Linked DNA regions of Mus musculus: regions 2, 3, 4, 5, 6 and 7 are each linked to region 1. A link is a contact called in public HiCAR-type, HiChIP or PLAC-seq, Micro-C and promoter capture Hi-C data. All regions are on one chromosome and are shown on one strand. Each heading gives the region's core, a stretch centred on a gene start, on an enhancer-like site or on the middle of the called end of the contact. The rest is flanking DNA. Distances are from core to core; before and after follow the strand shown. Region 1 holds the start of Ndnf (neuron-derived neurotrophic factor). Region 2 holds the start of Atoh1 (atonal bHLH transcription factor 1). Region 3 holds the start of 2610300M13Rik (a long non-coding RNA gene). Region 4 has its middle 38 kb from the start of 2610300M13Rik. Region 5 has its middle 67 kb from the start of 2610300M13Rik. Region 6 overlaps Gm36408 (a long non-coding RNA gene). Region 7 overlaps Gm36408 (a long non-coding RNA gene).

Region 1 (3,567 bases), core at 451-2,950:
GCCACTCAGCTTCATTGGTTGAGACCTACTTTTGTTTCTACCTTGCAGAAGTTTCCTCACTATTAAGTCACTCTTATTTGTCTTCCTAAGAGGTATCAGAGTGACCTTTCTAAATGTGTACCCAATGACACCAACCTTATGATCTGCTTCCTCTTAACAACTTTAATCATTTTCCAAACAACAGTAACTTTCAGAAGTTCTGCCTCCCTGAGCCTGGAGCCTGGGGTGGGAGGCCTTGCTCACTGCACCTGCAATGCAGCCACACCTAACTTCTCCCTGTTCCCAGGGCACCCACGTACTCTGACAAGTTTCAGCCTCTTCATTTACTTCTCTGCAGAGTGCTCTCCTCCTTCCCCTCCTCCATCCTTATTTGCCTGGACTCCACCATACTCCAGAGTTCTGCACTGAAATCTGTATCCCAGCACCTTCTAAGCCTTTTATGGCGTTTACTAAACTATGTCACAGCATGGAAGCATTTAACAAACCCACCTAGAGTAGTAGTGGACCCCCTAGCAGCAGAACTTTGGAAAGTGGGCTGAACTGCTGTCTGCAAGATGCTTGCTTTTCAAAGGCATTTAACAGAAAGCTTATAGTTATAAATGAGGGTTCGATAAGGTTGAATTTCATCTTATCTTTGCTTTGGTGACAATGGAAGTAGATAAGTGTTTTCATGTTTTCAATACAGACACTATTAATGAATCCTGTGTAGTATATTCTTAGAACTTGATTCCCTAAAAGCCAGAGTCTGAAGAAAGAAAGAAAGAAAGAAAGAAAGAAAGAAAGGAAGGAAGGAAGGAAGGAAGGAAGGAAGGAAGGAAGGAAGGAAGGAAGGGAAAAGAGACTTGCTAGTCTAGATTCTCAGTCACGAAAATGAGATTTCTAAATATTACTCCATACCCATACACACACCCAGGCTCAGGCCAGGTTGCTAATTAAGCAAGTTCTTACCATAATTACCTAGTCAGCCTTAATGGATTTCCAAGTTTTGCTGGGCCTCACTGGTCCTGTAGGGTCATTTTTTTTTCAATTGTTAAAACAGCTGCTGAGTTTCAAGCCCCAGAGGCTGAATTTGCAGAGGCAAACGCTCCAGAGTGAAGGCTGGGGCAGGCGGTCTGCGAGAGTCGCCTTCTACGCTTGCTTGCTCGCTCGCTCGCTTCCTCCAACCTCCAGTCTTCCAACTGAACACTCCAGATCACTAACCAAGCTCAGAGTTCCTCTCCATTGTGCTCCCCGGCTTCTGGACACTGAGATGGTCCCCCGTGCGCGTCTAGTCGTGCATCATTGTTGGGGGTCTCAAAGGCGCCCTCCCACCCCTCTCCCCATCCCCGGTGGCAGGGACCTAAAGAAAGCAATGTGTCCTGTGACACCACCCCCCACCCCCCCAACCCCCACCAGACTGCAACCCCACGAGGGTCTTGTGTGAGGAGTACTTGGTCGTTGGACCGGAATGTATGCGCGAGAGAGGCAGCAAAGGAACGTGTGTGTGTGTGTGTGTGTGTGTGTGTGTGTGTATGTGTGTGTGCGTGCGTGTGTGTGTGTGTGTGTGTGTGTGTGTGTGTTGCACGCTGGCGCGCAGCGGGAGAGAGGGCGCGAGGCACGAAGGGGGAGCGGCGGGCAGAGGAAGGCGGGGCAGCGGGCAGCGGCGGGCGGGCTGGGAGGGGCAGAGGCTCAAGCTCTGCAGTGACACCAGGAGCCAGCGCACACTCCTTGCCCGGAGCGGCGAGAGAGCAGAGCTTAGCGAGCCGCGTATGAGCCGCCGCCTCTGTGGCTGGTGCACGGGGCTCTGTCTCTGCAGCCCGCGCCGGCGTTTAGCGAGCCAGTCGTCCGGCAGTGCCAGCTCCACGGGCGCGTTCAGTATCCTCCCGCCACCCAGCGCCCGCACTGACCAGCGCTGTCCTGAGACCCCCGGGCCGGCGCCGCCGTCTGCGCCACTTCGCAGCAACTTCTGCGGCTGCGTGTCGCCGGCCTTCTGCTTGTGTTGGAAGTTTGCAGCGCCCGCCACAAAGTTGGGACACTTGGGCATTACATTTGCCCTAGCGTGCACGTCCCCTCGGTTCGTGGATCCTGGTATTTGACATCTTGGTAGGATCCCCGGACCTGGGCTTTTTCCGCACCACACACCCCCCGGGAAGAAGAAAAAAAAAACCAACCAAACTTTCTTCTTCCCACTAGAAAAAACAAATTCTTTAAGGTAAGGAGCAAGATCGAATCTCACCTCCCCGGGCGCCTTCTTGCGCCGGTGCGGACCTGGCCCGACTGCATTTGCATCTAAGGGCTGGTTTATGGTCGGGGTTGAGGTGCATCCTCACACAGGGAAAGGAGCGACCAGAGACTCTCTAGAACACGGACGTGGGCAGCTCTCACTGAGTTGGTCGGTCTGTGGCTGGGTCTCTGATGTATTTGGTGGGCAGACAGCGGCAGTGCTGGGGAGGTGGACACGCTGCATCGGGCTGGAGTGGAACCCCGGAACCGCCCGCTTTATCCTAGCCCTGACTAGACACTGACTTTGGCCGGTTGGCGGTGGGCTCTTGCTTCTCTCCCCGGGTTCAAAGTCCTCCATATGTGCTAGTTCTGCGGGACTGGGTGTTGGGGCGGGAGGTGTTCGGGGGCACTAGCGTGGGTCTGCGAAGCTTACAGGACTCGCGGAGTGGAGCACGGAGGTGGGCTCCATGCAGACGGTGGCTGCTCGGCGGTGGAAGGAATCTTCTGGGACTAGCCCAGCGACCCCGCGCTTTCTCCTCATTTGTCCTCTGCCACGCAGACCAGCATCCTTAGAGAAACTTCCCTAAGCTGGGTGGTCTAGGTCCCGCTCATACTTTCCGAAGCTTAGCAGAGTAGCTACGGAGGTCCGGACACCCTCCTTCCACCACAGCGGCCACCCTGTGTGGTGACCTCTCCAGTGTGTGTGTGCCGGCCGGAGCTCTCTAGTCCGAGCCACCTTTCTCCTTGTCGCGCGGGCAGGGAGCCTGCGGAGTTAAAGCGCTAGCTTACAGACCCGCTCCGCTCTTCCCTGGCGGGCGCTTCGCAACTGTGATTTGGTGTGCTCTTTCATTTTGTCGCTCGAGCTTCATTCTCAAACTCTCTTCCCCGTCCCAGGCCGAGGTGTGAGAATTCTTGAAGTCGGTCGCTCCAGCTGCAGAAGGGTGGCTCGGAGCTGGCTCACTCCAATCCCACAGGTCACCACCCTCCTCCTTGTCCCTGCAGGGCGCTGTCCATTATTTGCTCTGGGGACCGTTAGCTCCCTGAAACCAAGACCTGGAATGGGAGAATAAACCTTTAAAAGTCTCTGATATATATAAACAGAGTTCTTTTAAGTAACTTGGGGTGGCAGTTTGTTTACTTCTTTTAGTCCCGCTAAATCCCAAGGAATGCTTTATTTGTTTATTTGCCTTGAGCTGAGGGGTCTCCAACACATAACCTTCTCATTTTCTCTCTACCCCTCTCCCTACTTGCTTTGTGGCCCGCTTTTTCGTTTTTTTGTTTTCTTGTTTTGTTTTTGAGAAGGGGGTCTCCACACCTCCCCATCTCCTCCTGCAGGGTTTCTAAGTGCCTTTGAGACACTTGGAG
Region 2 (3,567 bases), core at 305-2,804, 940 kb before region 1:
AGGTGAAGTCTGACGATAACTTTGAACTCTCTTCTGTCCTTCTCTATCTTGTGAGATATAAACACTAGTTTACTCCAGCCGCTGAAATCCTTCGCACAAGGAGCTCCAGATGGCAGGTTGGATCAGGTCCCTGCTAGCGGAACATTTCAACGGCACTGGACCCTGCAAAGACAGGTTCCAGGGAGCTTTCTGCGGTACCATCTGCCGGAAGACGAAAGTCCTCCTAGAGTAGCAACCACCCTGAAAATCGAAAGCACCAGCCACAGTTGCCACCCACTCTGGTGCCCCAGGGACGAAGAAAGCCCAAACTGGAGAGCACTAGGAGCAAGCTGGGGCGTGTCCCGAGCCAGGAAGTTTCTGATTGGCTCTTTGTGGTAAACTACCAGGCGGAGGGCTAAAGAGGTAGGAGGGGAGCGGTTTATAGAGGGAGTGAACACCCTAACTAAACAGAGCGGGACAGGTGGGTTTGACTGTGGTTTCTGGGCGTTTGCGCAAGAAGCCACGCGCACTAGTAAACCGGGGCCTCCCGAGGCAGCAGTTTCAAAATGCCCAGAATCACAAAGAACCCAAAGACCTTTTGCACTAATTCCGGCAGCCTCCTGTGGCTCTGCGTTTATGAGTCCTACGCTGTGAGTTTTGAAACTGTTTGCATGATCCCTTGCGATAGCTCAGCGTAGCGCGATATCCTCCGCGAAGGGCTTTTGCAGACTGAGACCCTAACGGGCTCTAAGAAACACGCTCAAAGGCTCCTGGGGCAATCCCGATTTTGGTATGTCATAACTATACCGCAGCTTTACTTTCCATTAAAAAAAAAAAAGACTACATGAAAAAAAATCCAAGTACTATGTGGACCAAGAGATGCAGACAAAGTCAAAATTAAGAAATACGTTCCCAGAAGCGAATGGTTTTCACCTTGTTCTGATTTTTGATTAGACGCCACTTAACACTTCTACAAATTAAATGTGCAATAGGTAAGAGCTATATACACACCTCTCTATATGTATTTCTGTCACATTGCACATGGGCGATTTTACGAGTTTCTTGAGAGCTGTGATCCAGGCTTGGAGGGATCTCAGGCCAGGCGGGCTACTCCAGTTGGTGCCCCGAAGGCTCTAGGCGCGTCCAGCTTGGCCGGGAGCCGCCTACCCTGGGTCTCATCTGAGCTGGGGCCGCTAGGACACCAGCCGGGAGCCCGCTTCTTCTCCCCTCCCACCCCCCATTCCCCTCACTCAGGTCGCCTGGGAGGTGACACCCTCAGGAGTCGAATTACAGCCCCACAATTAACATATGAATTTCCAGAACTGACTAGAGGGACAAGGGGGAATTTTTTTTTCTTTTTTTTTTTTTTTCCAGAGCCAGAGCTGAACTCCTCGGCACACAGTAACTTTTCACTGGGTGTAAAAACTCTTTGATTGGCTCCTCGCACGCGCCTGCCCGCCCCCTTCTTTGACTGGGCAGACACGCGACTGGCGCAAGGAGGGGGCTGGGAGGGGAGCCGGGGGAGATACACTGGCGCGTGCCGCTTTTTAAAGGGGCGCAGCGCCTTCAGCAACCGGAGAAGCTTCGTTGCACGCGACCTGGTGTGCGATCTCCGAGTGAGAGGGGGAGGGTCAGAGGAGGAAGGAAAAAAAATCAGACCTTGCAGAAGAGACTAGGAAGGTTTTTGTTGTTGTTGTTCGGGGCTTATCCCCTTCGTTGAACTGGGTTGCCAGCACCTCCTCTAACACGGCACCTCCGAGCCATTGCAGTGCGATGTCCCGCCTGCTGCATGCAGAAGAGTGGGCTGAGGTAAAAGAGTTGGGGGACCACCATCGCCATCCCCAGCCGCACCACGTCCCGCCGCTGACGCCACAGCCACCTGCTACCCTGCAGGCGAGAGACCTTCCCGTCTACCCGGCAGAACTGTCCCTCCTGGATAGCACCGACCCACGCGCCTGGCTGACTCCCACTTTGCAGGGCCTCTGCACGGCACGCGCCGCCCAGTATCTGCTGCATTCTCCCGAGCTGGGTGCCTCCGAGGCCGCGGCGCCCCGGGACGAGGCTGACAGCCAGGGTGAGCTGGTAAGGAGAAGCGGCTGTGGCGGCCTCAGCAAGAGCCCCGGGCCCGTCAAAGTACGGGAACAGCTGTGCAAGCTGAAGGGTGGGGTTGTAGTGGACGAGCTTGGCTGCAGCCGCCAGCGAGCCCCTTCCAGCAAACAGGTGAATGGGGTACAGAAGCAAAGGAGGCTGGCAGCAAACGCAAGGGAACGGCGCAGGATGCACGGGCTGAACCACGCCTTCGACCAGCTGCGCAACGTTATCCCGTCCTTCAACAACGACAAGAAGCTGTCCAAATATGAGACCCTACAGATGGCCCAGATCTACATCAACGCTCTGTCGGAGTTGCTGCAGACTCCCAATGTCGGAGAGCAACCGCCGCCGCCCACAGCTTCCTGCAAAAATGACCACCATCACCTTCGCACCGCCTCCTCCTATGAAGGAGGTGCGGGCGCCTCTGCGGTAGCTGGGGCTCAGCCAGCCCCGGGAGGGGGCCCGAGACCTACCCCGCCCGGGCCTTGCCGGACTCGCTTCTCAGGCCCAGCTTCCTCTGGGGGTTACTCGGTGCAGCTGGACGCTTTGCACTTCCCAGCCTTCGAGGACAGGGCCCTAACAGCGATGATGGCACAGAAGGACCTGTCGCCTTCGCTGCCCGGGGGCATCCTGCAGCCTGTACAGGAGGACAACAGCAAAACATCTCCCAGATCCCACAGAAGTGACGGAGAGTTTTCCCCCCACTCTCATTACAGTGACTCTGATGAGGCCAGTTAGGAAGGCAACAGCTCCCTGAAAACTGAGACAACCAAATGCCCTTCCTAGCGCGCGGGAAGCCCCGTGACAAATATCCCTGCACCCTTTAATTTTTGGTCTGTGGTGATCGTTGTTAGCAACGACTTGACTTCGGACGGCTGCAGCTCTTCCAATCCCCTTCCTCCTACCTTCTCCTTCCTCTGTATGTAGATACTGTATCATTATATGTACCTTTACGTGGCATCGTTTCATGGTCCATGCTGCCAATATGCTGCTAAAATGTCGTATCTCTGCCTCTGGTCTGGGTTTCACTTATTTTATACCTTGGGAGTTCATCCTTGCGTGTTGCGCTCACTCACAAATAAGGGAGTTAGTCAATGAAGTTGTTTCCCCAACTGCTTGAGACCCGCATTGGGTACTTTACTGAACACGGACTATTGTGTTGTTAAAATGCAGGGGCAGATAAGAGTATCTGTAGAGCTTAGACACCAAGTGTGTCCAGCAGTGTGTCTAGCGGACCCAGAATACACGCACTTCATCACTGGCCGCTGCGCCGCCTTGAAGAAACTCAACTGCCAATGCAGAGCAACTTTTGATTTTAAAAACAGCCACTCATAATCATTAAACTCTTTGCAAATGTTTGTTTTTGCAAATGAAAATTAAAAAAAAACATGTAGTGTCAAAGGCATTTGGTCAATTTTATTTTGCTTTGTTAACATTAGAAAAGTTATTTATTATTGCGTATTTGGACCCATTTCTACTTAATTGCCTTTTTTTTAC
Region 3 (3,567 bases), core at 705-3,204, 790 kb after region 1:
TACAAGATATCTGCGCACCTTCCCTGTAAGAGTCCAAACTTTTATGGGTTTTCTTTCCCCAGACTTCAGACAGCAGCATTGTCAGGAAGCAGCAGTATTCCTAAAAGGGTGTCTGGGCATTGATATGCAAATACGGGCCACAAACATCCCATTTGGCCTCAGAATTCCTGTGTCTACCAATGTCACACAGATTTGAATCTGAGAAGTTTATTCACACCATAAACATGTGTTTCACCCTGTGAACAAATTCTGTTCTCTCAGAGTTCATGGCAACGAAGAACATGGTGGACGATAAAGCTGCCCTGTTTGATGTGATGTGCCTCACACCAGAAATCCCTTTGAATGGGCCAAAGTTGTATTCACTGCCCGAGATTTCAGTGTGAATGTTGCAAACTCTAGACAATAAGGGGCTGTTGTGGATGCTGTTATTTTTTGAAGGTAGTGTCTCTGTAATGAAGTAATTTATTTGTTTTTATTTTTAAAATAAAAAAGGTAAAAAGAAATTCATTCACACTACCACATAGCTAGTAAGGGATTAAAGCCACACTAACACTCAGGGACACTGACAGAACAGGCAAACCTTTTCAATAATAATCTTACAATAATCTTCCCTGTATCTGTTGCTGTAATTTAAGGGGGAGGGGGCAAAGTCGAACTTTCCGTCAGAAACAATGTTTTGTAAAAGCATCCCAGCCTGCATCTGTGCGGGTTCTATGGCGTTTCAATGCTCTGTGCTGCTTCTCCCTGCTCTCCACTGCCATCTCCAAATTCCACCTTAAGGTAACTGCTGCCATGTGGCAAACTCCAGTAATAAAGTCCCATCAAACAGGCAGAGAGCAGGGAATCCTCTTTTTCTATTGGTTCCTTCCTGACTCTTAAAAGCGCTGACTCATAACCCTGTGTCCCTTCAAAACAAAGTAAAATGGAAAAAAAGAAAAAAGAAAGAAAAACTTAGTTACTCGAAAGGAGCATAAAAACTTACCTGCTTATGTGGTTGACTTCAAGAAGGCATCTAAGATCAGCAGCACGTCCTTCAAACTTATCCCCAGTTGGTTTCTCTACTGACTGCAATAGTAAAACTGAAATCCTTTGCAACACGTGTTTGCACTGGGGACGATGTGGACTCAGGAGGAGACTGTGGTTCCATTCCTCTGTCGTGGCTTTACTCAGTGAAGACACCACACAAAAGCCAAAGATGAGCCAGTGAGTCGGATTGGGTGAGGGCAAAGAGAAAGCTCTGGAATTTGGGGACATCACAACAAAGTGACTTTTGGGAAGTTACACTATTGAAGCCAAACAGTTTTAGCTCCTTGTAAAAACACAATTGTGTAATCACAGAATTAAAATCTCAGTACTTCTTTTGTCTTTATGCTCCTATATTTTTATTACTGTGTAATTATTATGTCATACATTTTCCATGAAAATTTTCTCTACATCAATATCCTCTCATAGTATTTTAAAACTTTTTAAGTAGAGATGTGGATTTCTCTAATCATTAACTTCTATCTGGTTAAAGAAAATGAGAATAGTTGTAATATGTTTATATAATATAATCATACTTTTAAAGTATACAAGGAAATACTGGTTTGTTTTACAAACACTGTATTTTAACCAGCTGGTAATAATCATTGAGCCTAGGAAAAGATAAAGAGTGATTGTAATAAAGAGTTGCAAACACTACATCCAAGATACCCAGTTTTCTATAAGAAGAGATAGAAATAAAGGGTAATTGTTTTAAATCAAGGAGTCCCAACACTAAGGAAAGAGACAGAAGAGATCTTATGTTCTAGGCTAGCCTGGGCTACATGGTGAGTCTTTGTATAAAAAATAAGAAACAGTCAAAGAAAATGAGAGACTTCCAGGGTGAACACTTACTTGTTGGTCTCAGATATCAGAAGGAATAAAACTACAGCTCTCTCCACTGAGTAGATCCTAACAATGTTCACAAAAAGAGCCAAGGCTTCTAAGGAGGGAATCTTTTCAAACAACGTGTATGTGCTTGCTTTGTTTTGTGAATTCTAGGTAGAGATCTTCTAGGCTTTCTTCCGTGTCCAAGTTGTGAACAGCTAGTGAGTACAACTAGAAAAGGAGAAAATAATGTGATTCTTTAAAATATTTTAAAGAAATAAATCTTGCAAGGAAACTGTAACTAAAAACATCCTGGAGACTTTTCTGCGGAACTATAATCTTCAAGTTTGTGTTTATTTCTCTCTTCAATCTATCTAATCTTCCACAATTGTTTAGGGTTAAGAAAGCTGAAGCAAGATATCTGATGAATATTTAATTTCCACTTGTTTGTACGTATGTGATTATTCATATAATAGTCCCATGGATTTTTATGACATCTGCTTTGTTTTAAATAGTAAAGACATTTTTTTTTTGTTTTTCCTAAAACTGAGTTTTTACTTGAGACCCTAGTGCCATCTACTGAAACAAATTAAAACTACAGCCTTCTTACCATTGTTGAATAAGCACAACTTCCAAAGTAGCTTAGCCCTTGTCCTTACAATGTTTCGTTATAAAAAAAACACTTATTGTTTTTCCGCATATATCCAGGAAAATAGTCTCAACTCTCTGTTTCAACTGAAGAATCTAAAATTCATAATTATAAGTCTTTGATGAGCATTTCCTGGTAGAAACACAGTTTCTGGGTGAACCAAACAGAATTTGCCCTGTTCTAGGAACACAAAGATGAACTGAAAGTTCTATTTCCATATATTCTAGCTTAGGAAGAGTGCATCTCAGTGGTACTGTGCTGCTTGGTACACACAAGGTACAGAGTTCCATCGCCAGTTTTGAAAAAAATAAGTTCATTAGATCGAAAAATAATCATACATTTTGCAAACATTTCTAAATGTTCATTCTGAGAATAACAACGTGAAAGTTATTTTTGAGAGGTTTTAGACAACTGGATATCTTTTTAACTGAGAAAAAGTAGGCAAAAGTTCTGATAATGTATTTAGACAGTCTTACTATTTAGTATCAGAGCTGCAGCAGCACACACGTCAACTGAAGCTCTTCTATGAGCTGTGTGTGTTTACTGTCACTTCTTGATTAGTTATAGATAGCACAGTATAGTAACAATACCTTTGAAATGCTGGCAAGTAATGGAGTGACAATATTCAAATTGTAAAATACAACATGAAAATTAACTTTATATCTCCTCACATTCTTAGTTACCTGCTTATTTTGCTGTTAGCTCAATGCATGTGTTCTCCTGGACTGTACACAATACACAGTTATTGATTATTTAATTAAATTTAGACTTTCCTGTGTTCTCCTAACCCACCAAAACTATATATAAAGGCAAATATGTTACAGTCCATAATGTAAAGGAAGATTGATGTATATGTACAGATAAAATTTAATAGGCCATTAAAATGTTTGTGGGGCCCAGGATGTAGCTGAGATGGTAGACTACTTGCCAAGCATGAATGAACACTGGGTTCCTTCCCCAGTTCTACACAGACAGAGTGTGCAATGCCTGTAATCCCAGAATTTGGGAGATGGGAGAAGGAAGGTCAGAAGATCAAAGTCATGTTCATTTATACATCAACTTTAAAGACA
Region 4 (3,567 bases), core at 657-3,156, 760 kb after region 1:
CTATAACAAAAGTCCCCCATACCCACCCACCCCCAATCCCCTACCCACCCACTCCCCCTTTTTGGCCCTGGCGTTCCCCTGTACTGGGGCATATAAAGTTTGCAAGTCCAATGGGCCTCTCTTTCCAGTGATGGCCGACTAGGCCATCTTTTGATACATATGCAGCTAGAGTCAAGAGCTCCGGGGTACTGGTTAGTTCATAATGTTGTTCCACCTATAGGGTTGCAGATCCCTTTAGCTCCTTGGCTACTTTCTCTAGCTCCTCCATTGGGAGCCCTGTGATCCATCCATTAGCTGACTGTGAGCATCCACTTCTGTGTTTGCTAGGCCCCGGCATAGTCTCACAAGAGACAGCTACATCTGGGTCCTTTCGATAAAATCTTGCTAGTGTATGCAATGGTGTCAGCGTTTGGATGCTGATTATGGGATGGATCCCTGGATATGGAAGTCTCTACATGGTCCATCCTTTCATCTCAGCTCCAAACTTTGTCTCTGTAACTCCTTCCAAGGGTGTTTTGTTCCCACTTCTAAGGAGGGGCATAGTGTCCACACTTCAGTCTTCATTTTTCTTGAGTTTCATGTGTTTAGGAAATTGTATCTTATATCTTGGGTATCCTAGGTTTGGGGCTAATATCCACTTATCAGTGAGTACATATTGTGTGAGTTCCTTTGTGAATGTGTTACCTCACTCAGGATGATGCCCTCCAGGTCCATCCATTTGGCTAGGAATTTCATAAATTCATTCTTTTTAATAGCTGAGTAGTACTCCATTGTGTAGATGTACCACATTTTCTGTATCCATTCCTCTGTTGAGGGGCATCTGGGTTCTTTCCAGCTTCTGGCTATTATAAATAAGACTGCTATGAACATAGTGGAGCATGTGTTCTTCTTACCAGTTGGGGCATCTTCTGGATATATGCCCAGGAGAGGTATTGCTGGATCCTCTGGTAATACTATGTCATACTTGTCCTCTTTAATAGTCCTCTTTAATAGTGTTCGTTTTTGTGAGGCAAAAATCTTGAATTTATGATAGAGCATCTATTTAAAGTCCATAATGAGATTACTTGGTAACAACAGTCTCTGATGAAGCTTTACATTTTAATAATGTATAACATATATTTGTCATGTGTGCAGGCAATCAGCCATTACTCAAATAAGAACAAATTGAGCAGTGATCGAGTTTCCATCAATACAGCAGCATGGCGCTCACAGCAATACTGGAACATTTGCCTCTGAGAAATGGTAAATAAGGCTTTCTGAAGTAGGTTTCTTCTTTGTCCTTGGAATTTAGCAGGAGGAGTAACTGGCAAATATCAGAAGAAAAGTAACTGGGTTTGATTTATGAGTTTTGGTTATAAGTCAGAATGTAGTACATGGGCTCAGGGCTCACAGTTATCTTCCCCTGCCATCTGTCACTTTAAAGGAAAGATAAGGTAGCCAATGGAGCTGGAAAAAAATCACAAGAGTCAGGAACACAAGGAAAGTACAGAAGGATGTCACCTCTCTAGGAAGGTGACATTGTACCTACATGTAGACTTTTCTGATGAAATTCTTGTTGTGACTCTGGAGTCATAACAAGAAGTCTGCCTGGCACTATACCCCTCCCAAGATATTTACTCAAGAAGAAATGCATCATAAGAAAGCTATTTAACTTTGTCTTCACTGCATGTATTCCCCAAAGAATCAATACTCTTGTTGTTCAGATAGAATAATTAAAGAAAATAAAGTCTCCCCAAGGAGAAAAACTGAAGCATAGAGATGAAGTAATCTGCTACCTTGGAAAGCAATGAGCTTCAAACTCTTGCCGTGTTTTATTTAGGTTGGAAGGCCATTACCTCATCCTCCCTGCCAGAGATGACCAGGTCTTCTACTCCACATTCTGTGGCATGCGGGGCTGTTCGTTTGTCAGCAGCTTCACACATTCCAGACTGAGCTCTGCTGATTCTTGCCACATAAATGGCAAGTTATGTGTGATGCCTAAAGCCATACACCGCTCTGAGCTAAGCACTAATTAGGCAATTCTGTTACATACTCAGCTGCAGGTCAGAGCAGTGGTGATTTAAAGCTCCAGGGCATGCCATGTAATCAAATCTGCAGGAACCCAAGGTTTGAGGCATCATCCCCAATCCATCAATTGCTGGGGACCACAGAGTATTTGCTGAGCTTTTTATTCTGAAAGAGGCTGTAAATGAAGCATTACTTGAAAACAGCAGAACACACTTCATCACCACCTACTTTGCAAGTTCAGTACCCAACAGACAGCTCTCACATGAGAGAGAGTACTCTCACATAAGCACTCTTATTACTTAGAGTAGAGATGTTAGATAGTAAAGAAATAATTGTTGTAATTAGAAACAGTTTCATAAATTCCAAGTTACCTTGTCAAAATCTTGGATGAGTTCTAAAGCATAGAGAGGACTTCCTAGCTGAAGAGAAGCCTATGACCTGAGTGTCATGAGTGCCCTTTCCAGACCAGGAAGGAGTGACATTTACACAATGCAGCCTTGCCACATACCTCCAGCACTGGCTGCAAGAATAGAGCCAAAGGGAATTTTGAGGGATAAGAAGTCGCCCTGTATGTTCCAAAACCATTTTGTAAAATATGAATTGTTGATCATTCTTCTATGAGACTGGCTTTATCTGGGCATAGTCAGCTTTGACTTATGAGAAAGCACATTAGCATGAACATGAACAGATGAGGCAGTCTTTGAAGAGGACAATAAAGTTCCATAATTTTGGTCAAATTGCAATCCTTGACAACAAATGTACTGCTTTTTAAATACTGCTTCTCATGGTCAAATTATAAAGGAGTCTGGCATTAAATTTCTCTTTGATCTGCATTCAGTCTTCCTTCATGGCTTAAACATGAAATGAGTCTTCAGGATTTCAAAGAACTGAATAAAAACATCTAAAGTCTTTGACACTACTTGCTCACTTGGAAGTGTTTTCTCTCTTTCTCTTCTTAATTTTGTCATCACACTATAGAGGCATTCTGCCCATGTATTGCATTTCTACACTTCATATGTAAATTAAGAGCCCAATAAAGGATCATAGAAGGTAAAGTAGAAATCATGGCAAGTAATAACTTCAGCTCAGTTACTGGATAAATGAACTTCCAAAGACACATACTGCAGAAAAACCCATGAGTCTCATTTGGCTACATGGCTCAACAAAAGATGTGACCATGAAGTGGATCCAACACATTCCAAACATATCTTTCACTTGGGGATTTGCAGTTAAATTCTGGACTCTGAAAGCAAATGTTTCAAAGGAATTGTCCTCAAGATTCTGGAATGACTTCTCAGCTTATGTTGGGACTGTGAGGTTCAAAAGGACACAGTGGCAGAGCTGTGTGGCACAGTCTGGGGAGACTTGAGCATTTTGGGGTTGCCATACTTTTTTATTCAGTCACTAATAACAGCAGATATAGTCTTGCTATTATGAGAGAGTTATTAAACAGCAGAGAATAAAAAACAAACAACTTCTGGATATCAATTTTGATTTTAGAAGCACATAGTAAGGTTAGATGCACATAGTGAGGCAATAGTTTTTAAAAGATGATATATA
Region 5 (3,567 bases), core at 642-3,141, 730 kb after region 1:
CTTTCGCCAGCTTCTCCTTCTTTGAGGGCCATCCAAGTAACAAATGTATCATACGCCTGTCATGATGGAAAACTGCAGCCATTCCGTTTCACATGCCTGGTAAAGCTGCAAGGGAAATGATTACACACCAGATCAGCATTCCGAGAAACTCGGACATAATGTAATAATGAACACAGTGTGTGTTAGATTAAAGGAGATCACAGTGGCTGGTGTGTTGAAAGGTTCATTTGAGGTTTTTCGAAGCTTTCAAGCCAAGTTTATTTTTTGAAACTGTGCCTAAAGACTCCCAGAACTCTGTTGGTTCTTTCCAAAGCATACCCATCATTGAAATATAAATCCAAGTAGAAAACAAGTTTTATGTTCTTTGTTCCCTCAGCAAAGGTTCATCTACTACTACTTCTAAGTGTCAGGTAACATGTTAAGAGGTAAACATGAAGAGAAAAATAAAACATAACCCTGGCTTTAAATTGCTTCCCCACTTAAGATTAGTAAATAATATGAAGAATTACAGCCAAATAGCAAATGAGACCTCTAAACATCCTTATTTAAGTTACTGGATTTTAAGTTATATCTCCATAGAAACCAACTAAGTACTTACGGCATGTCAAATTATAATCCTAGCAATTGAGCCAAGTCCTTATTGTTACAAAGCTAGTAATTCCATCTAGACTGTGTAGTTGAGTCCTTATTCTTGACTATCACACTAAAGTCACCCAGAACTACAGAAATCTGGAGTATGGTAGCTTTAAAAGAAATTGTATGAATGTAACTTCTGAGGCTGGTAGACAGGAGTCCATCTATCTCAGTAAGAAGTGCACTGCAGTTTTTTGTTTGTCTGTTGATTTTATTTTCTTTTGTAGCAAAGGCTTTTTAAATTTTATTTATTTTTATTAGCTAGAGAAAGCACCCAAGGAGCTGAAGGGGTCTGCAACCCTATAGGTTGAACAACATATGAACTAACCAGTACCCCCAGAGCTCATATCTCTAACTGCATATGTAGCAGAAGATGGCCTAGTCGGCCATCACCTGGAAGAGAGGCCTCTTGGTATAGCAAAGGCTTTTTAATTAACCTATTTTACAAATGCACTAGAGAATCATGCAATGCTGTCTACCCTGAATGCAATTCTGGGCCACAAGTCTGCGTGCTCCTTTGCAACTGGACTTGTGGTAAGTAAAACTTTCATCTTGAACTGATTGTTTACTATGGTCTCTGCATTATCTTCAAATTAAAGAAACACTCCACCTTTTCTTCAATACTACTTTCATTATCAAATTTCCGGGGACTCAAGATGTCAAAGTAAGGATGTGGTGGGTCTTCCAGAGCAAAACTCCAGATTTCACTGGGTCTTCTGGTAGGAGCTGTGATCAACTCTGCTGACAGTTACAGGAGCCAAAAAACTGTCTATCATCTCTGTGAAGGGAATCAAGAGATGGCTGGACAGACTTCCTGCTGCTGCTGTGGGTGACATGGTGACAGCCACAGTTAAGAAACGCCAGCCAAACTAAGAGAAAACGTTCATCTAGTACTACAATTTTTAATCCAACAAGCTCTTTCAGTGGGATGGAGACTCATAGTTTCTCCCATCTCTTAGAGATCTCTTGTACCTGTTTTCTTACTGTCTTGATGTATACATCAACTTTAAACATTAAATGACAAGCTTACTTCATTGTATTGTCTTTCAAAAGAAAAAAGTTTTCCATCATGCCCTGCCTTGTATAGGGAACTGTCTCTTGTTTTCAGCACTTGGAACTGTGGCTCTGCACAATGGTTCTTTGGCAGTCTGAGGTCATAGACTTGGCTACGGGAAATTGTTCCCCTTCAACACTGGCCCACCCACCCCCATTCTGGACCCTGGGCGCTTCCATTGAGAAGGCTGAATACACAACAACAGAACCTCATTATTGCAGACACAGCCTTCACTGGGGGCATGGGTCACATTAGCTCCTTTGTTCTGCCCATTTTCTAAAACATTCCATCTCTTTCAATTTCCACATCTATTTCGTTAGCTTGCCCTCCCTCTTCTTTTGGCAAATCTACCCCTTTCTGCCTTGATGCACTTCCTCTATTATGCTACTTTCCCAGCAAAACAAAATTGAGCAAGTAAGCACACAGTAAAACGTCTAATGGCTGTTTGAGATGGATGCAATGTTGTGTGGGACTGATGGGAAGGGAGCAACTGCCTCCTGCTAAGAGGGTCACTGGCATTTCTGCCAGTGCCAGTAGACACAACAAATTCAGCTAAAATTTCTGGGTGTTGGAAAGATTACTCCAGAGGAGCAACAGTGAGCTTTCTTTTATCACCCCATGGGAGGTTGACCCTGTTGAAGAAAAGGAGCGTTCACCATTGGCACAACATAGAAAAATAAATATTGCCATATATGTTTCTCCATCCTTCACAGTGCTTCCTCTTGGTACATGGATGGGATGAAGAGTTAAACTATTTTATAATGGTGCTAAAGGCAATTACAATAGAATTTAACATGGCTTATTCACTACCTAGGCTACCCTTATCTAGATTTTGCTAACGTGTATCTACCAATCATTTCTAAGGGTAACAATGACATCTCTAGGTCTGTTTCATAGACAGCATCATGGAATAAAGTTTCAAAACAGATCTCCAATCTTTTCTAGATGAAGAAATACTAAATGTGGTATTTAAACACATCAAGAAAGTGAAAATACATTTTCATAGGGTATAAATCATATTTTTGCACCTATATTATCATGCCCTGCAGAAACCAAGATTCTAGAAGAGAAGAACCTTATACAGTTAGGAGGCAGGTATGTATCATAGAAGATGAAAACAAACTTGAGTCAAGATGTAGAAAAGAGAGTGAGTATATATAATATAGGCATTTACTCAGCTCCTCAACCACATCTACTTCTCTCTACTGTTGAATGTTATTCTTAACAAGAATCTCCTTAGGAAAGTATAAGCAGAAACAAAATTAATTAGGTGAAAATGCTGCGACATATATTTAAATTTTAATGATCAATTTTCTTGCTTTTGGTTGTCCTTGTAATTGTTCGATAGTCATTTTTCTGGTTTAAAAGAATTAAATTAATGATAATCAACTTGCACTAATTCTTTAAAGGAAAGGAACTGCAAGATTTTAAATGTTCTGCTAAAAATGAAGGCTACATTCCTTTATTTCCTCTTGATGTCTATTAATGTTCCTTTATGATTTGGCATACTTACCTCTGCAGTAAACGTTGGGAGTTATGTCACAAAGCTATCTGAGTAGGTATCAGCAATATACTGCAGTAAGGAGTAGCCCCTTTGTTCAACATTCTCAATGCTTATGCTAAACACTTGAGGGAAAGTAGGTGACTGGCTCATAAAATATGCAAGTAAAGGATGAGGACTAAGATCTATTTAAAGACTGTTTTTACATTGGTGTCCTCCAAATGGCAAACCATACATATGGGTGTTTTTGCATCTCAAAAAGAGCAAATAATCTTTTCCTGTGTGCTTTAAATAGTCCTGAATAGCATATAGGTGTGGAAAGCATATATTGTAATCAGTCACATTTCCTGTTTTGTGTCCAGTTTTTGATGCTGGGCTG
Region 6 (3,567 bases), core at 744-3,243, 600 kb after region 1:
TAGAAGCAGAGTCTCTTTAAATTGTTCAGGCTTGCCTTGAACTTGCTTTGAACCCAGATGGCATTTGAATTTGCATCCTCCAGCCTTAGTTTGACAGAAATTGTATTTCTCTCCCGCCTTAGCCTTCCAAGTAGCTGAGATCATGTATGTCTGCACCACCAGGTCTGGCTAACATTCTGGAATTAGTCTCATAATTTTTCTGATTCCACTGAGACCTAAGTATGGGAAATAACTTTCGTTTTATCAAATTTTAAGCCAATGAATGCTATTTTCATTCTATTATACAAGTCTGAGGTTAAACACTGAAAATAAAATAAACAGCTTTTCTACATTGTTTATTGAAAGAATTGCCATGCATTCAATGCTTAGAAATGTATGTCTTTAAAAGTTAGAATCTATTGAAACTGTACTATACATCAGTGTCACATTTACCCTCTGCACATGGGTAAGAATACATTTGTCACAACTTCACTTCTTCAATAAAGAAAAACCACTTCAAATTACCAGGAAAAAAATTAACTCAGTTGACATCCATTTTTTCAGAGATAGAATTATTCTTGTTGATTGCTTTGGTAAGAGTTCCTGTGCTCGCACCCAGCAACCCTGATCCTTTTCTGCATAGTTTATCTCTTTCACATGATCTCTCTGTCCCAGCCTAGTTTCACCATGACCATTTGGGTCTTTGAAGACTCTGCTTAAATTTTCTGGTTTCTTCTGCAGAGTGGTCCCCCACTTGGGGTTTTGTCTCCTAACTGCTGAAGGAGGATGGTGTGGTGTGGATGAGGAACAGTGCTACAGCAGAGTGATATCAGCAGCAATGAAGGCTCCTTGACTCTGCTGCTTCTAAGAAACCTTCTTCTAGACAAGAATAAACTTGTTTGTATATTTGTTCATTCAAATTACAGCTGGTTATTTAGGGGAGCAAATAATGCATATGGGGTGAGAAAACTTATAGGAGTCAATTCTCACCTTCTACTTTGTGGATCCCACGGATAGAACTCAGTTTGCTAAGCAGAGCAAACTTTATCTGCAGAGCCATTTTGACAGCCCAATTATCTGTATATCAAAAAATTTTTAGATGTGTATAATTCTGAGTTTTTAGTAAACTGTTATAATAAATAATAATTCATATTCTTCCTTCTGGTACCTTGTAATAGAGTCAAGATAGGTCAGAGTACTGAGAGGATTCTGGGTGAAACCCAAGTATCACCAGTACTGAGAGAACTGAGTAAGTATACAGTCTTAGTCCACTCTCAGCTTAACTTGATCATCCACCAAGGCAAAAGTATGTTCTTGGTTTTATTTTATGCTGCATTAAAAACCTCAAAACATTTCAGTTTGAGTTTTCAAATTGATCAATCTAAATTTCTAAGATTGCTTGATGTTATGCAATTTTCCTTTATATTTTGTGTCTTGATCATTTTAAAAAATCTAACATAATAAAGGTTTATGAATCAAGACCAATGTATGTATTTCTATACTGACAAAGCAAAAGCATAAGTTGTACAAAGATCTGGAGAGATACAGTTGAGGACAAGAAAAGCCACAACAGCACACTGTTCATTTACTTCATGCTATTTTCTCTGCGTCCTTGAGTTGGGAAAGAAAATGTACACAGAGAAATAAATCGAAGCAAGGAAGATAAAAGGCAAGGAGGTGTTTATTTTTCCCAAATCTCAATGTTGCAGAATTTGCATTATGGCTAGACTAAGTTCTTCCATATAAAACTGGACCATGTTTGAAGAAGAATTAAGATGCTGCAGGAATAAAACTACAACACTGTGATTAGATTGTCAAATACAAGAGACAAACTGAGAGGCAGTTACAGGCTCATTCTAAACATGGTTGGAATGGGACAAACATATGCTTTTCTGACTTATGATACTTCAGGGTTTCATCAGCCTGCTCTGTCCTCACCATCGGAACTATGTGTGCCCAGCATTAACACAGTCTTTCCCTAACGTATTCAGCCTCAAACCTCCCCAACTTCATCTACAATAAACAGCACACGTGTAATTTTGTTAAAGTCTATTCAGAAGAAAATTGTAAATGGGTGTGGGATAGACAGCAGCTGTTTCACATTAGCAGTGGGAAAAGCTTATTCATATTTTCAGTGTTAGAAAGTCTGAATGGCCACATTATTTGTCTCAACATTACAGAACACTTTGGGGAATTTTTACTAGTACCTTAAATGTTATAGAATACATATGTTATGCTTGAATGTGAAAAGTGAGTTTAACCCTCTACAAGCTCACAGTTCTCTAAACAGCAGCAAAAAAAATCTTTTGAATTTCAATTATTTCAATATAAGACTTGAAAGTTAAGAAATTTGGATTTCTGTTACCCTAAACCATTCTGACTTAATTCACATGGGTCGAAAGGAATATTCATTAAAAAGGGTTTTGTCTGTGTGTGCATAAGTGTGTATCTGTTTTTGTATATGTTTCATGTGTTTTATCATTGACCTCTTTCTTGTTTATTTCCTTGCTTTGGTCTATTTTGAATTTATTTATTTATTTATTTATTTATTTATTTATTTATTTATTTATTTATTTATTTATGAAGCCTAATATTTAATAATGTTAGAGAGAAAGAAAGGGTGTGGATTAAGTGTGTGGGAAGATGGGGAGGATCTGTGAGGACTTGGAGAATAGAAATCATGATCCGAATATATTGTATAAAATAATCTATTTTCAATTTTAAAAAAGAATAAAACAGGACTTGGGCTTTTTCTCTTGCTGAGATGGTATAAGTGATACCAAAATACAATATTCCTAGGGTGATAGGTGGGCAGAAGTCAGTCAGAGGCCTGCCCACTGGGCATCACTACCGTGTATAAGTATGTGGTGGAGAGATAGGAGACAAAGAGAAGTGGAACCATTTATGCAGCATGAAGAGAGGCAGAACTGGAGATCCAACAGCAGTGAGGAAGAGCCTGTTCTGCCCCCTGAGGACATGATTCTGTTTGGGGCCATGCTGCCACCAAGCTATTTTTTTTTTAACTGATTTTCTAAAACCTGTCTTTTAATGGCTTGTCAAAAAAAAAAATCCAGTTCCAATTTATCTATCCTTGGATTTTTTTTAAGTGCACATTAGAATGACTTCCAATCATTTATCTCCAAACGTAAAACAAAACAAAACAAAACAAAACAATACCCACAAACACTTGGCATTGGTTTAAGCATTCACATTAGGACCTTTTCTGTCTTTGTTTGTTTGTTTGTTTGTTTGTTTTCCTGAAATGCTCAAGAGCTAGACTTTGTCACAGGAATTCAACAATGATCAGAAATGCTACAGCATGTTATATGATAAATGCTACATATGTCTCTAAACCAGATGTGGACTTCATTTCGAGCAGTGAAGAAGATAAGAGCAAAAATGGTAATGGATAGTCTGGAAAGCACTCTGAAGGATACTTGAGTTTGCCTTTTACTTCAGGTATGTTACAAACACTTGTGGGATCTATAAAGGATTTATAAATTTTAAATCTCATTTTGATGATTATACAAAAATGAATGTTTTATAAAAGAAAAAAGCTGTAGAGGTTGCTTAGTAGTCTTTCACAAT
Region 7 (3,567 bases), core at 450-2,949, 550 kb after region 1:
GAAATGATGTTCTGATATCCATCATTTTTCAAACCCTCAGCTTAAAACTCAGAAAGGACTTTCTGATGTTTGTAAAAGGAAAGAAACCCCTTAACAGGGTACAAGAATAGCCACATGGTTTAGTTTCCAATTCTCTTTCCAGGCTCCTATCATATTACTGGTCTGCCTCCTGAGGCACTGTAGCTCTCTTTAAGCTTTTCAAAGAGCTCTGGTCTCTTCTGTGGACTTGCACAAGCTGGAAAGTCTGCCCATGTCTACATGAGAATGCTGTGGATTTATTGACTCTGAACTGAAACATTCTCTCTTGGAGGAAGAGGGGAGGATCATGAGACTCCAGAAGTGAACAAACCTCAGGACACTTAGACAGCTCTCTAAACTTTAAGAGATCTGCAAAGACCCTACTCATGATTATAGAAGCAGGCACCTGTGCTGAGAAGATGGCCAACCTGCCTGCAAGCTGTGCAGAGTCCAGGAACAGGGTCTTTGTGGACCATCACCCACACTGCAGCAGGCTTCCTTTGAGTGATCAATGTTGCTGTAAGAAACCCCAATAAACTCACTACTTCACTAAGCTACACTTGGAAGAATCATTTGTACGGACTATCATCGGGTAGTGAACTGGTTCATGCGGCCCCAAGAAAAGCCTAAAACACAACTGATAGCTAGACAGAAGTAACAGAACCAAAACAAACTAAGGATAAGCAATTGTGTTGCCCCCACCACGGATTATGAGGTATGACACTGATCTGTGTATGTACCATCTGCCGGGACAAACCCAATATGGCTACCTCTTGCCATTTGGCATCAAATAGTGTACCCCCTTTTCTTAGTGGTGGTTGCATGTCTTATGAGATGGGTGACAGGCCAGGCACCCAAGGCCAATCTCTCAAAGTAGAGCATCTGAGAAGGAAAGCCTAGGGTTAATAATGCCTTCGTCTATATGATGTGGGGTGACATGGCTTCTTGTTTAAGAGGGGCTGCCATGTGTGTATGGGACCAAGGAGCTAGAGACTATGTTGCAATCCCTGACTGTAGCACAGAGGGGATGGGATCATAAGCAGGCTGTGGTGACAGTTGTGTGGCCTTTGTTGTGGGCAATAAGACATGCAACTGAGACTTGGCTCTGTTCCCAGAAAGAAATTGCCTGCCTGCATAAGGGAGGAATTACAACGGGGAAAGGACATACAGATGCTGCTCAGTGCCTTAGCCCCTGATTTGGCAAGAAATGTGGAAAAAGAGGAGCATGAGATGGAGGCTCTGGCTTGCTGTGTTCTTACAATTGGCAGGGCATAAGGGAAAGAGAGTGAAAATTAGATTTGTGCCTGAGAGCCCTTCCTGGGATCCAAAACCGTGGTACTCAGGGGAAGAACTGGAGAGTCTAGAGGAAGAGAACTTGGTGAAGTGAAAGCAGATACCCACCTCAGGCCTGACCTCTAACACAAATGGGAAAATCCACAACTCAACCTGCAGTCTTATGCACAGCCTGATGTGAGAAACTATGTGAGTCAGGGAATACACAGCACCTGAACTGCTTGAACTTGAAAAGCTTTGAAAGGAGCAATGAAAGCCACTCACAGTGTGGTTCGGGTGGATGTGATAGATCTAAATGCACTAGACCTTGAAAACTGAGTTCTCTAACTCCCTGTGCTTCACCTAGTCAGGGCTTTCTGGCCTGAGCCAATGGGAAACAATGCTTAGGGGATTTCTCATATGACTCATTAAGAGACACATGGCTATACCAGCTCAGGTCCCCAGAAATAACAGGGACTGGAGGACAACAGAAAAGGATGACCATTACTCAGGAGGAGAAGCAAAAGAAAAATGAAAAAAAAAAAAAAAAAAAGCAGACACAGCAGATCCTTTCTGTGTTTGTGGGAAGATTTGTGTCAAGCCAGACTTTGTTAGAAGCAAGATGAGAGGAAGGCAGAATGTTGCACTCAAATCTTTGAGGCAAAGGTGTCCAGCCTCTTGGCTCCTTGAGGCTGTATTAGATGAAGAAGAATTTGCCTGGGCCAATGTCTTAGTCGATGGCCTATTGTTGTGAAGTGATGCCATGACTATGACAACTCTTATAAAGGAAAGTATTTATTGGGGCTGGCTTACAGGTTTAGCTCATTGTCATCATGGTAGGAAACATGGTGGCACACAGGTGGACATGGTGCTGGAGGAACTGAGATATTTTGATATTTTGATATTTTTGCAGTAGTCATAAAATCACTTTAACATTTGTTTAATGCTTTGTCTAAACCTTGTGATTTAGTTATGTCTTTTAATGATGCTGAAGAAGTTATTTTTTAAGATTTATTTTCTATGTTTGAGCATCTTGCCTGCATGTGTGTGTGTGCACCACATGTGTGCTTGGTGCCTATAGAGGCCAAGAGGGTGTTGAGCTCCCTGGAACAGTTATGGATGATTGTGAACCTCCATGTATGTATCATGGTCACACCCAGGTCCCCTGAAAGAGCAACAAGTACTCTAAACAGCTGAGTTCAGAATTTCTTCCTGCAGTGACCTGTGGCTCTTTCCAGCACCCTGACAGACTTGTGCAACAAGCTACACTCTAGCATCTATGTTATCATCCATTGCTAAAGCATAAAATTGCAAGTTAGTGGCACGTTTGTTCAATTTTGTTTGTTTGTTTGCTTGTTTGTTTACCGCCCCCTCCAATTTTTTTTTTTATTATTTTCTAATTTCAGTTTGGCTGACTATACTCTGAAAAGAGAAAATGATTTTAAAAGTACCTTGTCATCATTTCCAGGCCATATTATATCTCTTACAATCCCTATACATTTTTAATAAACTCACCAAAGGTAATTCATTTGGGGTTTTTTGTTATGAAGTATGCCAGCACATTTTGTAATAGAAAGCACCTGAGTTCTAACTTTAAATTTGTTGTTGTTTTGAAGACAGACTTTTTGTCTTCCGGACATAATCCTTGATCCACATCAGATTTGTAAACATAATTTTACATATAATTTCTTTTCAAAGTAAAGCCTTTGAAGCTTTGCACAAATTCTCTACAGGTTAAGCAGGGAGTCATATGATTTGCTTCTCATTGAACGATTTTTTTTTTCCTTTTTGGAGTTCTGTTTTCTTTTGAGACTCTAGTCCCCACACAGAAATTTAAAAACCATGATAGTAGAAAGACTGTATTTATTTTTATTATGAAAAGTCATTGGCAGGAAAATAGAAAGCAAAGTGTGGGCTCTTCTACATCTCTTCTTCTAATGCAGATCCAAGAGTCAGTGGTAAAGTACAGCAAGCAATAGGTGAGGCATATAAAGGTATGAAAATACCTTGTTAACCAACCAAGAATGGGTTACCTGACTACTAAATAATAGTAAATGCCTCTTTGGCAGAAACCTAAAATCCCAAATCCCTCTCTTTAAAGTTGTATAAGAAGTAACCATAGTGAATTTCAGGTCAGAACCAATATAGATGAAAGAAAGGTGGGATGGCATTATGAAAACACTGGCAATACAATTTACTTTAACAATTTACTTTGTAACCTCTCTAGAGGGGAAGAAAGATTCAATGACTCATCATTGAGCATCAAGATGCATCGGG

What was found. Promoter capture Hi-C pulls out the DNA fragments that hold promoters and counts their contacts. Hi-C and Micro-C count contacts between places; a contact is called where the count stands out from the background. HiCAR-type assays count read pairs that join an accessible place to other places. HiChIP or PLAC-seq counts read pairs in DNA pulled down with a chosen protein or histone mark.
Region 2: a Micro-C map of embryonic stem cells shows a contact between it and region 1, with 8 times the contacts expected there. The contact joins the promoter of Atoh1 here to the promoter of Ndnf in region 1. A contact is called at or near these places in 2 of 39 promoter capture datasets (both in embryonic stem cells), 6 of 484 Hi-C or Micro-C datasets (all in embryonic stem cells), 2 of 115 datasets of contacts at active chromatin or transcription factors (both in embryonic stem cells) and 1 of 9 other capture datasets (embryonic stem cells).
Region 3: a promoter capture Hi-C map of hippocampal neurons shows a contact between it and region 1, with 23 times the contacts expected there. The contact joins the promoter of 2610300M13Rik here to the promoter of Ndnf in region 1. A contact is called at or near these places in 17 of 39 promoter capture datasets (the 3T3-L1 cell line, 3T3-L1-derived adipocytes, the HPC-7 cell line and 11 more), 2 of 484 Hi-C or Micro-C datasets (embryonic fibroblasts and embryonic stem cells), 11 of 115 datasets of contacts at active chromatin or transcription factors (bone marrow-derived macrophages, embryonic forebrain, embryonic hindbrain and 7 more) and 2 of 9 other capture datasets (embryonic stem cells and macrophages).
Region 4: a contact with region 1 is called in an H3K4me3 HiChIP or PLAC-seq map of neural tube, with 6 times the contacts expected there. The contact joins the enhancer-like site here to the promoter of Ndnf in region 1. A contact is called at or near these places in 12 of 39 promoter capture datasets (the 3T3-L1 cell line, 3T3-L1-derived adipocytes, the HPC-7 cell line and 7 more), 1 of 484 Hi-C or Micro-C datasets (nephron progenitors), 11 of 115 datasets of contacts at active chromatin or transcription factors (CD8 T cells, bone marrow-derived macrophages, differentiating embryonic stem cells and 8 more) and 1 of 9 other capture datasets (embryonic stem cells).
Region 5: a HiCAR-type map of astrocytes shows a contact between it and region 1, with 7 times the contacts expected there. The contact joins the enhancer-like site here to the promoter of Ndnf in region 1. A contact is called at or near these places in 8 of 39 promoter capture datasets (the HPC-7 cell line, HPC-7-derived erythroid cells, cranial neural crest and 4 more), 1 of 484 Hi-C or Micro-C datasets (nephron progenitors) and 12 of 115 datasets of contacts at active chromatin or transcription factors (CD8 T cells, astrocytes, bone marrow-derived macrophages and 9 more).
Region 6: a promoter capture Hi-C map of second pharyngeal arch cranial neural crest shows a contact between it and region 1. The contact joins the enhancer-like site here to the promoter of Ndnf in region 1. A contact is called at or near these places in 11 of 39 promoter capture datasets (the 3T3-L1 cell line, 3T3-L1-derived adipocytes, cranial neural crest and 8 more), 4 of 115 datasets of contacts at active chromatin or transcription factors (bone marrow-derived macrophages, craniofacial prominence, embryonic limb bud and 1 more) and 1 of 9 other capture datasets (embryonic stem cells).
Region 7: a contact with region 1 is called in a promoter capture Hi-C map of the 3T3-L1 cell line, with 6 times the contacts expected there. The contact joins the enhancer-like site here to the promoter of Ndnf in region 1. A contact is called at or near these places in 8 of 39 promoter capture datasets (the 3T3-L1 cell line, cranial neural crest, embryonic stem cells and 5 more) and 1 of 9 other capture datasets (embryonic stem cells).

Annotation. Positions count from the first base shown.
Region 1 is chr6:65,669,911-65,673,477 of GRCm38.p6, forward strand. It overlaps Ndnf (neuron-derived neurotrophic factor), which reads left to right and starts at 1,701. Exons shown (of 4, transcript NM_172399.3): 1 at 1,701-2,191. It overlaps Gm36144 (a long non-coding RNA gene), which reads right to left and starts at 1,337. Exons shown (of 2, transcript XR_869148.1): 1 at 949-1,337.
Region 2 is chr6:64,727,571-64,731,137 of GRCm38.p6, forward strand. Atoh1 (atonal bHLH transcription factor 1) reads left to right here and starts at 1,555. Exons shown (of 1, transcript NM_007500.5): 1 at 1,555-3,567. The coding sequence starts at 1,753. The coding sequence ends at 2,808. It overlaps Gm35851 (a long non-coding RNA gene), which reads right to left and starts at 1,291. Exons shown (of 3, transcript XR_377731.4): 1 at 991-1,291.
Region 3 is chr6:66,464,529-66,468,095 of GRCm38.p6, forward strand. 2610300M13Rik (a long non-coding RNA gene) reads right to left here and starts at 1,955. Exons shown (of 3, transcript XR_869151.1): 1 at 1,876-1,955; 2 at 983-1,237.
Region 4 is chr6:66,426,610-66,430,176 of GRCm38.p6, forward strand. No RefSeq gene overlaps it. Among named protein-coding and RNA genes, the nearest start is that of 2610300M13Rik, 38 kb to the right of the region's middle. Within about 2 kb of position 1,907, at least 7 of the 459 cell types and tissues checked have an H3K27ac peak or open chromatin away from gene starts, as enhancers often do. A contact at or near this core is called in embryonic limb bud and neural tube, where this site is marked.
Region 5 is chr6:66,397,455-66,401,021 of GRCm38.p6, forward strand. No RefSeq gene overlaps it. Among named protein-coding and RNA genes, the nearest start is that of 2610300M13Rik, 67 kb to the right of the region's middle. Within about 2 kb of position 1,892, at least 44 of the 459 cell types and tissues checked have an H3K27ac peak or open chromatin away from gene starts, as enhancers often do. A contact at or near this core is called in astrocytes, embryonic forebrain, neural tube and 1 more, where this site is marked.
Region 6 is chr6:66,266,533-66,270,099 of GRCm38.p6, forward strand. All of the region lies in intron 1 of Gm36408 (a long non-coding RNA gene), which reads right to left. Among named protein-coding and RNA genes, the nearest start is that of Gm36408, 4.0 kb to the right of the region's middle. Within about 2 kb of position 1,994, at least 7 of the 459 cell types and tissues checked have an H3K27ac peak or open chromatin away from gene starts, as enhancers often do. A contact at or near this core is called in second pharyngeal arch cranial neural crest, where this site is marked.
Region 7 is chr6:66,223,247-66,226,813 of GRCm38.p6, forward strand. All of the region lies in intron 2 of Gm36408 (a long non-coding RNA gene), which reads right to left. Among named protein-coding and RNA genes, the nearest start is that of Gm36408, 47 kb to the right of the region's middle. Within about 2 kb of position 1,700, at least 45 of the 459 cell types and tissues checked have an H3K27ac peak or open chromatin away from gene starts, as enhancers often do.